2 separate regions of the Gossypium hirsutum genome follow, and region 2 is linked to region 1. A link is a contact called in public Hi-C data. All regions are on one chromosome and are shown on one strand. The core of a region is the stretch at or near the end of the contact, and the rest is flanking DNA. Distances in the headings are between cores, read along the strand shown.

Region 1 (3,013 bases), core at 165-2,664:
ATTTGTCACTCACCAGCTCATCCTTTTATTGACGTGGACACCGTCTCTCGCCGACAAATCACTTGTTTATCGGGTTTTCTTATTTTGTGGGAAAAAAGGATTGGGTTTTCTTTTTTTTTTCTAGATACGAGTCTTCACAACTTTTTGACATTTTGGAAATTCTAACTCTCTTAAACACTTTCTAAATATCTTAAGTCTACCCTTTTGCTCAACCTTATTCTCAATTACGCATAGTTTATTTGACCAATTCTCCATCTTAGTATCCACCACCTACAGTTACACTTTAATGGAATAGAGTCTGCTCCAGTCTTCCCTTTGTTGTCTTTATACATTTGATTTCACTTATTGGTAACATTTCCTCCATCGATTAAAAAACCCTCTACAGGCTAAAGGAGGGAAGGGTGCTCTAAAGTTGCTTGCTTTCTGCATTTCTTACCCTGTGGCTTGCAAAATCTCAAATTCTATGTTTCTTTGTTTGGCATGCTCTGTTTCCTCGATGACTCATCAAATCTTCTTTGTTTTTACCTCTCTTTTCTTTTTTTTGGTTTGATTTTGAGGGTCCAAGTCATTAAGAGTCAAACTATTGTTTTCCATTCTTCTCCAGGTATAGAACTTTCTCTCTCATTTTTAATCTTTTCCATTACATTCAATAAGTTCAAGTTATGACCTATTAAGTAAAGTTTCTAGTTCATTTGCTGGTTTTAGTTTTGTTAGTTTGATGTATTTAGTGTTCTACACATTACTTGTTTTGAACGCCATTGCCGGTTGAGTATGGCAATTCAATTTCAGGTTTTCATACTGTCTCAGTCTCTTATGTAAAAATTATTAGTATCTATGATTCCAATAACTACGAAATTCTGAAAATGAATCGTTCACCCCGAGAGTACGAAGTTATAGTGTAATCAAGGAACATACAGATGGTATGACAACATTTTGCTTGCAAAATATGACATGAGGTAACTTTTAAAGCTAGGAACAATTAAGCCACCATGTTGCTCTAAATGGAAGTCTTTCCCTTTTAACTTCTTACCTTATACTTGGAACAACGCTCGGCAATATGATCGACTGAAAGAACTTCAAGAGGACAAGTGGCTAGTCTTTTTTATTTTAGTTCACCATATCAAATGTGAACCGTTTTGCCAAAAAATAAACCACATGGATTTATGAGAACAAATTTATCTCGGACATGAACTAAGCTTCTTGAGCTAAATGATGTTGGCTGAGTGGTTTCCTAGTAGATTGAGTCCTATCAGTTTGTATGCATGGCTGTCTTATATAGCTCAGAGTTGTTAGCCTTTGTGCTTGCTTGGTTAGCATTTAGTGTAGTATGAACCCTATATGTTATGTTACATTAAAGGGACATTTAGTTAAAGGAATGTAATATTATTTTTAGTAATAGAATTACTAGGTCGAATGTCGGTATCTTACTATTTGCTTCATTTGACTAGAATGTAGGATTGTGGTGTTTAGTTGACGGAATGTAAAGTCAACAAAAAGCAAATTTTACTAAATTGTTCTTGGCAATAATTTGTGTTTTAAAAAAATAAATTTAGTTCTTTTAAAATTTTTGGTCTTACTTTTCATACAATTATAATAAATTGTGATCATTATTGTTTTTATATAATTTATATATTAATAAGTAACTATATGATGTCAAAATAAATTTATAAATGGTAATTATAATCATAATTCATATACTAATAAATGAATAATTATAATAAATATAGTTTTAAGTTAGGACATCTACTTTTTCACCGTAAAGAAAATGAGAAACTTTTAATTTAAATATTACGAGATGTAATGTAAGATAATATGAACCAACTGCACCTTAAGGATGTTATAGACTCCCTTCCATACCTCATGCTTCAAGCTGCACGCATAAATTGCCTTGAATATGGTCTAAAAAATAATGCTTTGCCATAGTGGACCTGCTGAATGAATTTCTGGGCCTGAGCCAGATTGTGTTGATGAGAATTTCATTAAACAAGGGTGCCTTTGCTCCTCCTTTCATGGTTGGAGATAGTTGCTGATAACCAGATATCAGTTGTTACATATGTATATATGTGGACCACTATTAGCTGTTACAATTTACATATATAGATGAATCACCTTTTGCCCATTCTCTCACAGAACATCTTGTTTATGTTCTTTGGTTCGATGTCCTTTAAGAGACAGGGAGAATGCTGAATTTTATATCTTTGACATGGTTGAGATCCTCTGCCATGATATCAGTGTCCTCATCCCATCATACTCTCCAAGGATGCCAATCTTCAAGCAGCCTATGTATATTCAAGAGAATCAAGGACCGGTATGATTGGCAGCAGTTCAACTTTAGTTCATCAAGCTGCTCTTCTTTTGTTGATGTTAGATTAGAACTTCGATATATTATTACCAAAAAGAAAAATCATGCAAAAGCCAAGTGACTCTTTTTAAAATGGTTGATAGAACAACTTTTTGGTCATTTAGAATCTCTCTGGGAAGATGCTAATGAACATCTCTTTGCTGTTGATGTTGATGACAATATCTAAAGGAGGTTTTCATGGATTTGGCGTTTGATGAAGACAATAATGACAACAAGCCACCATGTTCACAATAAAGAACTATATTACATTGCTTTTGATGAAGTTGCCTCTGAAGAATCTTCTCCTACTATGCTTTGATATTTTTAAGACCTTGGGGTCCATTGCTTTTTTTGTGTTCTTCTGTATCTGTTAGCCATCACTTTCAGTTTCACAAGTGCTCATTCCTATGGTGAATCATTATTTTTCAACATATTCCCTATTTAACAGAAGAAGTAATAATATAGAGGAAATTTCCTGCACAATTGCTGTTGATTTTTGGCCGCCATGTTAGATTGACCTAATCTGCCAGTACTTTGCTTAAAAAAATATTAAAGAAAAAACATTCAGAGTATCTTCTTATATCTATATCTATATATATGTTCCTAAATCCTGACATTTGAACAATTAAGTCTTGATTGTAAACCTAATCTTGGTTACCATTTTTTTATTCA
Region 2 (3,212 bases), core at 667-3,166, 170 kb after region 1:
ACTCCAAATTTCGTCTCAAAATTTGATTTAGCCCTTTGTTTTATTATTTTTAACTATTTTATTAATAATATTGATAAATTATACATTATTATGATTGTTATTATCGTTTGTTATTGTTAATATATTATTGTTTGTGTTTACTTATTTAAGTCTAAAGTGTAGGTGTCTTATTATAGTTATTATTATATAATTACTCATATTTTTATGTTTTATAATCCATATATATATGTAAATCCATATACGTATTCATATTTTTATTTTTATTTTTATTTATATGCTTACATATATGTACATATTTACATTGTTTTATTATATATATATACTTTTATATTTTTATAATTTTAATCATTTTGTTATTTACTTATTTATTTAAGTTCTCATGATTATTTTAAGAGAATGCTTTATTTTTATTTGCTTATACATTTGTTATTTTGTGAGTTGTTGGTTTGTTCTTTTATTTATTTTATTTTGATTGCTATTGCTCGTATTATTTTTTTCATATACTTTTGTATTCATTATGGTTTTGCCATGCATATCAACAATGTAATTTGTTTTCACATTCTCTTATTACAATTTCGTGTTTCGTTTTACTCAATATGTCAAAACTTGTTTTAAATAAATGACATTTCGTGTTTAGATTCGAGAAAGTGGTGCCCTAACTTATTGGGTTTTGATTTTCCCAATAAATCTAAATATGCGAATATTTTCGAACTTAAGTTTTAAACGATCTCAGGAACTAAGAAAAGATCATGTCCTAACTTACTGGGCATGATCCATTTTCTAAACCCGAGATAATTAAACATCTTTTTAAATAATTAAATTTTCGGTATTCATTTCGGGAATTCAAGACATTGTGTTCTAACTTACTGGATATAATTCTCTTTCTCGATTAAACGTGAAATATGCCATTTTCCTAAAAAAAAATTTCAACATTTTAATACAAGGATCGTATTTTTAAAATTCTTCAAAATTATCAATTTTTGACATTATGACATTAACTAATCAACTAGGTACCAATTTTGGGCGTTACGAGGGTGCTAATCCTTCCTCGTACGTAACCGACTCTCGAACCCATTTTTCTGAATTTTGTGGACTAAACTGGATGTTTTAATAAAATTAAATTGTTTATTAAAAACAACCACTTTTCAAGGTGATCCGATCACACCTCATCAAAAAAGATCGGTGGCGACTCCCATTTTTTTCATTTTTTTTAAATCCAAGTCGACCCCGTTTCATTAAAAAAATTGTGTCAACAAATGTATTTGGAGAAGATGCATCTAGTAGTCATGCATGTATTTAACTAGGATACATGAATATGTTGAATCCAATATTCTTCCAACTACTATACAAATAGTGGTGAAGCATGGAAAGAGACAATATAAAGAAGATAAAGTTTAATACAAAGTGAGTTCATTTCTTTTCTAAAAAGCTATTTCTCTTCTGCCTCCTTCCAACTATTTCATCAGGGGATGATGGCATGGGCTATATCAACAACCATTTGCAAAAGGGTATGCTAAAAATCTCTCAAAGGTTTTGCAAAGGTGCATTAGTTTCATTTTGTAAAAGGGTATTTACTTCAAACATCCGTATCAAGTGAAATCATGAGCTAATACACAGATTGCAACAACAATACCATTGATCTAAGCAAATGGTGCAAGAAAGTTTCTAACTTTATTAATACTAACCTTTCAACCAGTGCAGTAATTCCATATGCTAGTGCTGTTGGGAGGTTTTGTAGAGTTTCTGGCTCTTTTTTTTTTCCGGGAAAATCTGCTATATTAGTGAGCACCTGCAAAGGAGCTTGATGTTGGCATAGGCCCTAAGCTATTTGGACTTGCTTTTGATGAAGCCCAACTGAAAACAAGTTTAAGAATTTAACATCAAGAGCCCAGAACTATAGCATAAGGTCCCAAAAGGTGAGAATAGATCAGATGGGATGGCCGAGAAAATGGTGTCAATGCACCAATCAGTTTAAAAAGTGCAATGCTTTTGAAGCTCATGAGATTGGGGGGTTCATTATAAATAACATAGACTACCCCACCTTGAAAAAAATGGTGGCCACCATTGTAGCGTCTTTGCCTTCTTTTCTTTTAGCTTCATCTGTTGCTCACTCTTCTTCTACTTCGTCTTTGATTTTCAACAAGTTACGGTCTTCATCAAGGCTTAGATTTTCTTTTGCAGTTGCTCCTTTGTGTTCTCGAAGAGCCAAGTTTATGGCACATACTCTCGCTTCCGCCAATCTTGGTCTTACTCAGCCCGCCAACATCGAAAACCCCAAGGTCACCCCTCTTTTTTTGCTCTCTTGGGATTAAGAAAAAAATTGGGTTTTGGATTGAGAGTTTTGGGTTGAATTGTTTTTACCCTTTTGCTAATGGGATATCTATCTTTCTCAAGAAAAAAAAAAGGTGAACTTTTTGGTAGGTTTTTAGGATATGTTTTCTAAGAATTGACCTTTGAGGGCTATAGGCTCAATTGCCACTACTTAATATTCATATGATAAGGTCATCTTACTTAGATCCTTGGCCTCACTTTTGGTTTCAATATGTAAAGGTTGTTTCTTTGTGTGTGTTTCATTTTAGTGAAATACCAAAAAAATTATACTAAAATGGATGTTCTCTCTTTTGTTAAAAATGCTGGAAAGATAGGTTTTGCTGCAAAAGAGATAATTTTGTTTTCTAAAGAATTGATCTTTGAGGGCTATAACTAAACTTTGTCAGTATTTAATATTTATATGGTAAGATAATCTTAATTAGATCCTTGGCTTCATTCTTGGTTTCAATATGTAAAGGTTGTTCCTTTGTGTGTGTTTCATTGTAATGAAATTCCAAGACAATGATACTAAAATGGTTGTTGTCTCTTTTGTGAAAAATGCTGGAAAGATCGCATTTGCTGCAAAAGAGATCGATGTGGGAGAATGGAAAGGGGACATGCTTGCTGTTGGTGTCACTGAGAAAGACATGACCAAGGATGAAAACTCCAAGTTTCAAAACTCAATTTTGAAGAAATTAGACAGGCTGTTAGGTGGTCTTTTAGCTGAGGTCTCCTCCGAGGAGGATTTCACGGGGAAATCTGGCCAATCAACAGTTCTTAGACTTCCCGGCCTGGGCTCGAAACGGGTTGGTTTGATTGGTCTTGGACAATCAGCTTCATCACCATCTGCTTTCCGTGGACTCGGCGAGGCTGTTGCTGCAGCAGCAAAGACTGCTCAAGCC

Evidence for each region. A called contact is a pair of places that touch in the nucleus more often than the background predicts.
Region 2: a contact with region 1 is called in a Hi-C map of leaf, with 2.4 times the contacts expected there. The contact joins the promoter of LOC107901597 here to the promoter of LOC121218314 in region 1. A contact is called at or near these places in 2 of 34 Hi-C or Micro-C datasets (both in leaf).

What each region holds. Positions count from the first base shown.
Region 1 is chrD06:22,667,020-22,670,032 of Gossypium_hirsutum_v2.1, forward strand. LOC121218314 (formin-like protein 13) reads right to left here and starts at 1,415. Exons shown (of 19, transcript XM_041095375.1): 1 at 1-1,415. The coding sequence starts at 2. LOC121218315 (a long non-coding RNA gene) reads left to right here and starts at 1,669. Exons shown (of 2, transcript XR_005914546.1): 1 at 1,669-2,308; 2 at 2,531-2,909.
Region 2 is chrD06:22,832,378-22,835,589 of Gossypium_hirsutum_v2.1, forward strand. LOC107901597 (leucine aminopeptidase 1) reads left to right here and starts at 1,917. Exons shown (of 10, transcript XM_016827661.2): 1 at 1,917-2,279; 2 at 2,880-3,212. The coding sequence starts at 1,932.